Linked DNA regions of Mus musculus: region 2 is linked to region 1. Evidence: chromatin contacts called from public HiChIP or PLAC-seq data. All regions are on one chromosome and are shown on one strand. Each heading gives the region's core, a stretch centred on a gene start, on an enhancer-like site or on the middle of the called end of the contact. The rest is flanking DNA. Distances are from core to core; before and after follow the strand shown.

Region 1 (5,978 bases), core at 2,053-4,552:
GTCTGTGAACAGAGACAGCCAGCAACAACAACAACAACAACAACAAAAAAAAACCAGAAAAATACAGTCTGTAATAACAGGAATGAACCAGAAGGTGGCAGTCACAGAATATGGATGTGGCACTAGTCAATCTGTGAACAGAGATAGCCAGCAGCCAAAAAACAAAACCAGAAAAAATACAGTCTGTAGTAACAGGAACAAACCAGAGGGTGGCAGTCACAGAAGATGGGTGTGGTGCTAGTTAATCTGTGAGCAGAGACAGCCAGCAGCCAAAAAACAAAACCAGAAAAAATACAGTCTGTAGTAACAGGAATGTACCAGCAGGTGGCGCTCACACACATGACAACCTTCAGTACTTCACAGATGTTTACTCAGACCTGGAAAATTTACCATGGTAACATAAGTCATTTATCTTTACACAAGTTTTTGTTTCTACCTGTAGGTCTCACAGAAAGCTTCTAACATTCAGACAAATTAGCCGCCACACAAATCACAAGGTTTTGTGCCACTGTGCAAGTACTCACCTTCTCAGGCAACATAGAAAGCTTCTGACAGACAGATTTCTCAGTGCAGCACAAACCTAGAAGAATTACCATGGCAACACAAGCCACCAGGTTCCACACAAATAAATCATCTCAGGACAGCTGGAAGTGTTCCACATTTATCTTACACAAGCTTGCTTCCATTCTGCTGTGCAGATCTCACACAGAAAGCTCAGATACTTCAGCTCTCAGACGGAAAAGGCAGGAAGATTAACACAGTGTTCCAAACATAAAAACACAAATACAGCCAGGCAGTGTTGGTGTACGCCTTTAATCCCAGCACTTGGGAGGCAGAGGCAGGTTGATTTCTGACTTTGAGGCCAGCCTGGTCTACAGAGTGAGTTCCAGGACAGCCAGGACTGTACAGAGAAACCCTGCCTTGAAAAAACAAACAAACAAACAAAAAAACAAAATAAAACAACAACAACAAAATGTCCCCACAAATGCCTAGACAAGTTGTGCCAGCTTCAAAACCCTCCAGATAGTAGTCCTGTGCGTCATGGGGAGCTTCCTGGCCAATGCACCAAAATGTTGTGCCAGGGATTGTTTGTGATCCCCCCACCCCTACCCCCAAAACAGATAGGTGCCAATCTGATGCAACTCACAGCAGGGTCTTTATTCCATTCAACCTATCTCACCCTCCCCCGCAACACACCACCATCACACAGGATGGTTTTGGTGGTGGTGGAGCCCCAAATATCTATCAGGGCAAGACTTTATAGTAAACAACAAGCAGGGTGTATGTGTGCAAGCATCTAATTGGAGAGCAACTTTAGCCTTCAACATTATTGCCTGGTGATGGGAGTCATATTATAAACTTAATTTCTGCTGCTCTCTGCATTGGTTGTCTTTAGGCAGGGGGTGGACTTGTAACCTGGGGTACACGTTTGCTGGGGGGATAACTTGGAGACACTGGTCTTGTTGAGGCCCATTGTTGCTCTCTGCCTGTGGACTGTTTGATTATAAGAAAATCTTTATAATAGTCTTTGCCTCTGGGGGTCATTCTCATTGAAACCACCACAGGAAAGTTATCCAGAGGTCACCCAGGGAGCCCCCTTTGAATCAGGTAACAAGGGTAGAATGCATGAACCCTGCCATCACATTCCTGCCCCCACCACTATGGATGTATACTTGGAGTGTCCTCTTCTAGTTTCCCCTCTCATCGTTTCTCACCTCTACAGTCCAGGCCTGCCAAGAGATCTAATTGTTGCCTGAAATTAGAGGAGCAAGATTGCCTTTAATGAGTTCACAGGGGCAGTTGGGTACTCAGGTGAGGGTCCCATTGTCATCCCTAACCCCTTCTTCCAGAGAGAGAACATCAGCACTCACCAAGCTAGGCTGTGGTGATCTTCAGAGAGCAGTCCCAGCTATTCTCTTGAAAATCACAGTCGTTTTTCTGGGAGAGTGATACAATAGCCATCTTTCTTCCCCTTCCTCAGCTTCTTGTCTCTGCTAGGGAGGCTTCTATTGCAGAACTGTACTTAGGAAATCACCCTGCCTGACAGTGTCAAGCAGCAGCAGAATATGGCTTCTGCCCTCACTACCTCTGCTCCAGTGCTTGTCCTTCGGTCCTCATCCAGGCAGAGCCTGTGATCAAGGTAGCAGTGGGAAGGGGGCATAGTCAGCCACGTATCCCATTTTGTTCCTACATGATCCAAGCTGGAAAAATCCAGCTGGACAGGACATGAAAAAAACTTTCTAGTCAGCTGAAAAAGCCTGAGTTCACCATGGTCATGCCCTGGGGAGCCTCCTTTATGCTGTATCACTGCCCCTTGAAGTGTGTGTGTGATATAATCTTGGTGGACTTCAAAGATGGAAAGTATACAAGCTGTCCTTTGGATTGAACAGTTTCTCTGGAGAGAACTCAGGTAGTGCACTGGGGAGGGGAGGGGAGGGGGCTAAATGGGCAGGCAGGAGCTCAGATTGGAGGGACAGGCTAGGACAGGAAGAGGGGACTTAGAGACTGCTCTTATCTGCAAGACCCAGTGGGGAGCCCTTCTGGCTCAGAGAAGCTGACTTACTGCCCCTGTGAGAATGCAGAGTGTAGGAAAATTAGGTTAAAGTGCAACCTGGGGGGATGGGATTGCTCCAAGGACCATCAACCCTCCCAGGGCTCCTTTGCTCATGTGGGATGCCTCAAGCCCCCCCACCTCTTAGAATTAGGGGTCACCTCAATACAAATGGTTGTCATTACTGTTTTGTAAAGGAATGGGAAGAAAGTATATTGTGGCTGTGGAGTTGGGAGCAGGGACAGAAAGCAGGACCTTTCTGGCAAAGCCCCTAAGGTATGAAGACAGGTGATGATTCTGTTGGGATGGACCTAGAGTAGATAAAGATCCTCTGTCCCCAGTAGCCTAACCAGTAGGGCAACTTTTCTTTTGGATTGTTTGTGTCAGACTTTGGTGTCTCACAGTGAAGCAGATATTCACAGGATCGACATAAGCATGAGCTAAAGGCATTTGAGTGACAGTGTAGTGGCTATTCCCAGTTGTAAACTTGACTATATATGAAATGAACTGCAATCCAGATGGAAGGCTGACCTGTAGTCCATACCTTGAGGCTTTCTTATCTGGATCTTGGCGTAGAGATCCTGAGGCATAGTGGCTGTGAATCCCAGGCAACTAAGGCAAGGGGATCTCTGAGTTCATCTGGAACAAAAGCAAGACCCAGATCCAGGCTTGGTGGCACACCCCTTTTATCCAGGCCACACCTACTGCTAGAGACCTACATAAGGAAGTAGAAAGGAGGAAGACGCCCTCTTCTTCTCCTGCTTGCCTTGTGAGACTGAGCAACTGCTAGATCCTTGGACTTCCATTCACAGCTGCTGCTGACCACTGTTGAGGAGTTGGACTACAGACTGTAAGTTATCAACAAATTCCCTTACTATATAGAGACTACCTATAAGTTCTGTGACTCTAGAGAACCCTGACTAATACAGACAGTTACCTGTGGGCTCCTATGCCAGTCCACTTGGGACTTAGGAAAAAAAATCACTGCCTTGGACTGCCTGGCATTTAGACGGCCATGGAAACCACATGGAATGTAGGTAGACAGGCAAATGGGAAAGAGCTTGGCCGTAGCAGGGGGATTTTTCTGCCCCTCAGCATCTCTGCCATCTCTGTAAAAAGATATGTGACTCACCAGCCTGTGCTCCACTAAAGGGAGCAATGGAACTGACTCAGACTCATCCTGCGAAAGCATCGGGTCTCCCCATCACTTCAACCCTGCACAGCCCACACAAGGCTGCTACCGTGTAGGCAGTAGATCGTGTTTATGTAACTAGGGCTGCCTGACGGAAAAGCCTTCCACCCCAAAGCTCTCCGGGCTTCGGCTTTTCGAGCAATCCATACTTCCTGGTTGCTATCTCTTACCTAGGCGTCTGCCGTCTGTCTGCCTGAACAGACGTCATCGAATGCCTTCTGGCACTGTCCTTGCATCATCTTGGGAACGGTCTGCATTCTCAGTTAGGGGTTAAGTTTTACGATCTGCTCACCTAATCTCAGCTTAAGAATTTACTTCAGTGGCCTACAGAAAACCCTGAGTTTTGTGGGAACAGACAAACTGCTGCTGTGACCCGAAGCCTTCAGAAGGCTGTCGACCTAATGCAGAGCTCTCTGACTGCATCCTGCTTCTGTGTGATGGTCTCTGTTACTGCTTCCTCTCTTCTTCAGGAATAGGTCCCAGAACAGGGAATGTGGCTCAGTGGGTAAAAGATGGGGACCTGAGCTTGAATCACTAGAAGCCATGACAAAAGCCAGGCGTGGCTGTACACAGGCTTGAAATTCCAGCTCTGCTCCGGCCAGAGGTCAGATACGGAAGGATGTCTTGTTTTTTTTTGTTTGTTTGTTTTTTGTTTTTTGTTTTTTGTTTTTTTGTTTTTTTTTTCTGGATTTCATCTAGGCTTTAGTTTCAGTGAGTGACTCTAAATGGAGAATAAATTACAGAGTAATGGAGCAGGATATCTATTGACATTCTCTGACTCCTGAAGGTGTACAACATCTAACGAAATGTTGACTTAGACCTAGGTCCGTGGCTATAATTTCTTAAGTGCTATTTTCCTAGGTTTGATGGGCAAAACTGTGAAGGAGCTGATAGAGCCCCTCCCAGATATCAGGATAGTATGGAATCCTATGGCTGTACAACATAGGGATGTTGTCATCATGGAGAAAATAAAATTATGTGGCTGACCTAGACCTATGGTCTCTGTTGGTAACATGCATATCTTAAACTTTTTAAGTTCTATTTTTAATACTTAATCTTATTATGTGTTTGCTTTTTATTTTATTTCATTTTATTTTATTATTTTTTGAGACATGGTAACTTTGTGTAGCCTTGGCTGTCTTGGAACTAGCTTTGTTGACTAGGCTGGCTTGGAACTCACAGAGATCGGCCTGCTTCTGCCTTCTTAGTGCTAGGGCTAAAGGCATCTGCCACCATTGTCCGTCTTAGGTTTTTGTTGATGTTGTTGTTTAATTCGCAATGCTTTTGATGGAATCGGGGTTTGTTGCCCAACCTTGCCCCTGCCTCTGCCTTTGCAAGGCACAAACACTCTTCCCCAACTCCCCAACGTTATCAGTAGCCTTTGTTAGAAGATTAGGCGTTCCTGGATTTTGTACTTCAGTCCTTCTTGAGGCAAAAGTCTTGCCATCACGGGACTACCTCAGTTACTCAGTTACTGCTGTTCTTGCTGTCACATGCTAAGATGCATGTGGGTGCATGCGCAACGCCTCCCCTAATACCTCAGAAGCAAGCTAGGGATGCCTGAACCCCTCACAAAGCCTGCTCACTCGGTTCAGACAGTCACATGACTGCTCTCTTTCTCTCAACATCAAGAATCAAGCTAGGCCATTTCTGTGTTTGCTGTGAGCTCACAGAGTTTCCACCCACGGAAGGCGTTCAGGGTTGTTGTTCTCCCTAAGGACAAAGCTTGATCAGACTCTGGATTAGACTCCCTACTTTTCCAGGAAGCACTAAGGTACTGTAGGCTGACTGTCCTAGACCACTTTTCTGGTAGGAGGCCCACCAGCTGTTCTCTGGGATTTTTCTCAGGGCACGCGTCAGGGGTCTGGTGGGGTGGGGTGGGGTGGGGTAGGGTGGTGGCTTTAAAGTGTAACATGTAGCTGCTGCACAGTACAGGGAGTCCTAGGAGAGGGCTTTCTATAGAGGTGCAGGAGGACTTTCTGAGAGTGGCCAGACATTGAAAAGCCTGACCCAGAACAAGGGGTTTGGGAAGTCTTCATCTGATAGTGGACCCACCAGATGTGCAATAAGGGCAAATGGGTGGAGCTGGACAGGGGCATTAAGAATGAGCAGCAATCATGAGGATTTAAAGACTGGCATTCATCTCTGCAGGGCAAAACTCTTAAATGAGAGTAGGACCACCCTCCCCTTCCTTGTCGCCCTGCCTGTGGTCATCGGCCTGCTAGATTTTTCTGC
Region 2 (5,978 bases), core at 2,587-5,086, 610 kb before region 1:
CACCCGACTGCTCTTCCAAAGGTCCGAATTTCAAATCCCAGCAACCACATGGTGGCTCACAACCACCCGTAATGAGATCTGATGCCCTCTTCTGGTGCGTCTGAAGACAGCTACAGTGTACTTACATATAATAAATAAATAAATCTTAAAAAAAAAAAAATAATGCTAACAGGTTTCAAATGATATTTGAGACTGGGTTTTTAAAGCACCATGAAATTAAATGAGAAATCACAATAAATCCCTGGAAAATGTCAAAATCTTTAAATAGGAAAAATTAATGTATGTCTAAGTAACTCATGGCCTAAAGTAAAAACCAAAATGGAAATCAGGCCATTTGAACAATTCATGGGAAGACACTTATACAGCATGCCTGAAGTTCTGGGATCAATCCAAAAATAGCAAAGTATTTCAAAACAGGCATATCATTTTCAAATTTTATTATTTATTAAGAATTTCATGTGTAAGTACTATATTTACATCATTCCCCACCCCCTCCTCCTTCCAACATCTCCTGTGTCCAACTATGACACCTTCTCAAATTCATGGCTTCTTATTCTTTATTTTCACAGACATACATACATTTATAAATACAATCTGATGAGTCCCTTTAATGTTACTAATATGTCTATGTGTTTAGATCTGACGTCTTGGGATTAAATAATCTATCATGTGACTGACTGTTTCTGGAGAAGGCTGATTTGCCCACTCTTAGCACTCTTAGTCAGTGTTTTATTGCTGCTCAGAGACACCATAACCAAGGAAAAAAGAAAGCATTGAATTGGGGGCTTGCTTATAATTTCACAGTTTTAGTTTGTTATCATTACAACAAGGAACATGACAGCAGGCATGGCATGAATGATGCTGGAGAAGCAGTTGATAGTTCTACATTCTGTTCTATGGTGACACCAACAAGGCCACACCTCCAAATCCTTCCAATCCTTTCAAGGAGTTCAACTCTCTGATGACTAAGCATTCAAATATATGAGTTTATGGGGGGTATTCTTTTTCAAACCACCACAGTGATCATTAATTGATTGTAGTTCTTCGTCTAGGAGTGTGAATTCTTGAGATTTCTCCCATCCATATTGGCATACCAACTGTTTTCATTTTTTGGGTCTTGTTTAAGCAGCCATAAGGTTAACATTTCATGGGTCCAGCTTCCTTTTCATTCATATATATGTATGTATAAGAATATAATATGCATATAAGCTACAGTGTACACATAAAGATCCAGAGATAGGAACCACAAATAAGAGAGCATGTGTCATTTCTCTTTGTGGTTCTACGTTACCTTACACAATATAATTTTATCTTGGGATTTCAGTGCTTCATTTTGCTTTATAGCTGAAGAGTATTCCATGTATGTGTACCCAGTTTTCATTATTTGATTTTTGGTTTGGTTTGGTTTGGTTTGGTTTGGTTTGGTTTGGTTTGGTTGAAAACAATTAAGGTTGCTTCCATTTCTTAGATATAGTGAATACAAAAGCAATGTACATGGCTGAGCAAGTGTCTGTGAAGTAGGATGCCTAGTCCCTTGGACATATGTAACGAGTAGTATAGCTGGGGTTTATGGCAGACTCATTTGTAGCTCCTTGAGACCTCTCCACACATATTTCAATAGTGGCTGCATCTTTTTGAAACCTAGTGCAGTGGCCCAACTTGAGACCCATCCCATGGACAAGCACCAATCGCTAACACTATTGATGATACTCTGCTATGCTTTCAAATAGGAGTCTAGCATGGCTGTCCTGTGAAAGGCTCCACCCAGCAGCTGACTCAGACAGCTATCAGATATCCACCACCAAACAGTAGATGGAGCTTGGGGACTGTTGTGGAAGAATAGGAGGAAAGATTGCTGCCTAAAGGGGATAGGAACTCCACAGGAAGACCAACAGAGTCAACTAACCTGGACTCTTGGGGCTCTCAGAGTCTGAACCACCAACCAAAGATCATAACGGGCTAGACCTAGTACTCCCAGCACATACATAGCAGACGTGCAGTTTGGCCTTCATATGGGTTCCGAACAACTGGGATGGGGCCTATCCCAAAAGCTGTTGCCTGTCTGTGGGATATGTTCTAGTAGCCAGGCTGCCTTGTCTGGCCTCAGAGTGAGAGGAAGCACCTAGCCTCACAGAGATTTGAAGTGCCAGGGTGGAGGGATACCTAGGGGGGCCCTTCCAGCTGAGAGGAGAAGGGGAGGGAAAAGGGGGGAGGAGTGAGTGGGATATAAAATGAACAAGTAAAAAAATTAATTAAACTTAAAAAAGAAAAGAAAATGCTTGAACTCAAGGACTGAGTATCTGTTTCTCCTCTCAATTACATTCATGCATAGTGTCTTTTCTTTTCTCAAGCTCATACTTCCTGCTTCCTCATTATGTCCTGCTTATGTATCAGAGTTATTTTTAAGTTCCTATGACATAGATCATCCTACAGAGTCTATATAGCCCAATAATTCCTGCACATATATCCCTTCAATATTATCCTGGGTGGTCAGGTCAGAACACATGGTCTAGATCAACCAGTATAATCAGCATGTCAAATACCAAGTCAGAAGGTACCAAAAGATGAGTATGGATTATAGTCAGAAACCTTGAAGAATGGGTAGGCATTTCTTGGATGCCTTGGTGGTGAAGGTGGCCAAGTTGAAAGACCTTGCAAGCCATACTGTCCAAGTAATATAGAAGGGAGAAGGCCGTGTCTAGGGAAGCTTCCTTCTGCCAAGGTTTGTGAATAACGTCAGGAAGGAAACAGGTCTAAGGGCTCTCCTTGCACTAATTACTTCTTCAGGCTTCCTGAAACCCAAAGTTGCAAGAGGATAGAGGAGATCTGATTTTCCTTTCTTCTATGCTGGAGCTGATTTCTTCTGGTGGGACTCTGGAGGAGAGAGAGAAATGTGTTAAAAAGCATTTATTAAATTGACTACCTGTGTCACCTACTATGTAGGTTTTTGAAAAGGTCAACACATTCGGGTGTCCAAATGCAGAAAAAGAGGAGAGGCTCTGAAACATGGGCGGGGGAGGGAACCAGGGCTTCCTCTTCTCTTCCCAAAGTATGGATGATACAAACGTTCTGCATCACCTGGGTTACATAGCTCTTTCCCTTCCTCAGGGTGAGTGAGATAGCCACAGTCCAATGTTCGAAACTGGTATTTTGTTAATCATTAGTTTTCTACCTATCGTTCAACAATTGTTTGAGAACATTTGGTATTTTGTAAGTAGCCAATTCAAGTACAAGTGTGACAGGTCTTCAGAGTAGAAAAATTGGAGACCGATCTTTTCCCTTATTTTAAACACTTTATTTTAAATGAAATAGTTTTGTGCTCATAAGAATAACACATGTTCAGTAGAATAAATGAAGTTTTTTTTTAAAAAAGAAACTATTAAAAAGAAAAGAAAATCTCCATTTCCACAGCTTGCTTCACTTCCAAATGATCTGACCCTACCCTTTATGTGCAGGTGTAGACCATGTGTAGAATGAACATCGGTGGCTAAGAGATGAAGTGGATTGAAGAAGTATATGATTTGCCCTTTTTAAAAAAACGATAAAGCGGTCCCCAAGTCCTCTGAGATCTTAACAGGAAACGGTATTAGGAAAAGATGCAGCCTCTCCCTAATGAGCACACAGGACTAAACACACATCACGAACCATATTTGACCTCTGGAATTTGCAAGTAACAAAATGAATGACAAGGCCTCATGCTGTGGGGGAAGGGACAGAAAGTGGTGGGGGTAGTGAGGGGGAAAGTAGGCTGGCTCCTGACGCACTTTCTTGTGCTTGGGAGGGGAACTAAGGGACCTGAGCCCACTGGTGACGTTCCTGTCACGTGATCAGGAGCAGACGTATGCAGAAGTCTCTCTCTTCCAGGTACCAGCTACCAGCTCCTTATCTCCGTGGAGGAAGGCAGACTTGAAACTGAACGACAGAGGGGGGGCAACTGCCCTATAGCCCGGCAGGTTGGTACAAGCCAGGGATTCCTGAGGGAGGGGTGGTAATGGACAGAGGCTACCGAGCAGAGAGGACTCTGTCTGCTTTTCAGATACCGCCTCCTTCCCACCCCCATTCATTTTGGCGAAGAAGATTGTGTGAGTGTTGGGGGTAGCCGCTCTGATATTCTCGGAGAACTGTGGGCTAATGGCAGAAGGAAATGTGAGAAGGAGTCATTTCCCAGGGATAACTACAAATCCTTCAGTGCCTGCAGAGCGCTGGGTAGGAATGACAGCAGGCTAAGACCAGAGCTGATTCCAAACAGATCCTGGAGTCCTTTCCAGATGCTCACCGACTTGCTGCAGGAAATGGATGGGGATGGGGGACGGGGTCACTGGAAGGAGAACAGGGGTACAGAATACCAATAGAGATGTCATGGGAACAGTGATTGAGCTACATTGCCTTATAGAGGAGGAGGGTGGGGGAGGGGACAGCGGAGGGAGTGGGGGTGGTGATGGCCTAATCCCTTTTAGGTAGGAGGAGAGGGGCAGGGGTCCTGACTCCAGGTTGAGAAAGGTGAACTGTCCAAGCCAAGGCTCCTTTTCCTTTCCTTTCCCTTTTCTTTTTCTCTTTCTTTTTCTTTTTTTTTTTTCTCCTTTTCCCTTCTCCACCCCCCCCAACCAATTTGGATCCCAAAATGGTAGGCCGAGGTGACCAAGAGTGGGGGTTGCTGCAGAGGAGAGAAACAGGTTTAGTAGGAGGCTCAGCTCCTAATTAGGGAGTGACTCCCCAACTCGGAGGGATTCCACAGCAGGTATTAAAAACCCAAAATGGGTTCAGAAATAATTTGTCCCTTTCACTGTAGAAAGCTGGGTGGGTTTTTTTCTGGGTTTGTGTGGAGGAAGGAGTGAATGCAGTGCTGTAGTTATATCTGCCCTGCCTTCTCCTGCTTCCTCTATCTCCGTTTTCAGAAAAGTACTCAGCTATTATCAAGGGCCCCTAGGGGTGGGGGTTGGGTAGGGGGTCCTGGTACAGAGATCTGAGGACAGCAAGACCTGACTTCTGACTTTCAAACTCCTGAGCTATACTCATTTCGGTGAAGTGAGAGCAGATTTGTGCAGGGAAATCAGACACAGGGAAACAGTTTTCTTTTCTGCAGCCTTAGGACTAGAAAAAAAGGTAAACTGTTGAGGGAAACACATGGAAGAAAATCAGAGAACACAGAGAAAGGACGATGGACTGAGAGGGAGAAACTGGGAAAGTTTGGACGAAGATTCTTGGTCCTGCCTGTTAGTCATTTTCGACTTCTAATCCTTCACCACCTGATTCCCATCTCCCCACAGGTCTTCAAGTCTGTGGCTGTGGGCAGCAACCCAGCCAAGGAAACAGAAGACCTGCAGCATCAGTGCAGGTTAGTGAGAGAAGGGATGTGCTCCACCCTGGAATTAGAGCAAAAGATGGAGCGGCCACTGCTCACCTCTTCCCTCCAATCCTCCTCATTACAATCTCAAGACACATTGCACAGTCCTGAGGGAATTTGATCCTTTGCAGCTGGCGATGCCAACATGGAGGCTACGTAGGGGAGGAGAAAGGGTGGCATTCATCATACTCTCTGAGGCTATCAGAGCCTCACCCCCTAAAATCTGCATATGCTTTTAAAATAAGTTTTATAAATGCAAGGATAAGAAAAAATGAAAATACTCCATCAATTCCTGTTGTTCTTTGTAAGTTGAAACTACACAGCAGAGCCAGAACAAAGTTGAGACACCATTATTCTCCGTTTCTTAGCACATGTCTTTAATGGTAAGGAGAAACACCTTTGACATTTCCTGCAAGGTTGGTTCATGTAAGTCTGTGGGGAAAGGAATCTAAGGGTAAGAGTGCACCTGGAAGGTAGATTAAGGTAGTTTGGGAAAACCATGAGAGAAGGAAAGCAACTATTGAAACCTTGTGCCCTTAGCGTTCTTTTCTTTGTCTTCTAGGACAGGCAACAAAGACTAATTGCACCATGGAAAAGTTCTACAAAGAAAATGAAGGAAAGCCAGAAAACAAGG

The links. HiChIP or PLAC-seq counts read pairs in DNA pulled down with a chosen protein or histone mark.
Region 2: an H3K27ac HiChIP or PLAC-seq map of extraembryonic endoderm stem cells shows a contact between it and region 1, with 4 times the contacts expected there. The contact joins the promoter of Tceal5 here to the promoter of Nxf7 in region 1. A contact is called at or near these places in 5 of 39 promoter capture datasets (hippocampal neurons, liver, pre-B cells and 1 more) and 1 of 115 datasets of contacts at active chromatin or transcription factors (extraembryonic endoderm stem cells).

Annotation. Positions count from the first base shown.
Region 1 is chrX:135,596,101-135,602,078 of GRCm38.p6, reverse strand. Nxf7 (nuclear RNA export factor 7) reads left to right here and starts at 3,302. Exons shown (of 23, transcript NM_130888.2): 1 at 3,302-3,401.
Region 2 is chrX:136,201,742-136,207,719 of GRCm38.p6, reverse strand. It overlaps Tceal5 (transcription elongation factor A (SII)-like 5), which reads left to right and starts at 3,836. Exons shown (of 3, transcript NM_177919.3): 1 at 3,836-3,953; 2 at 5,268-5,335; 3 at 5,907-5,978. The coding sequence starts at 5,933.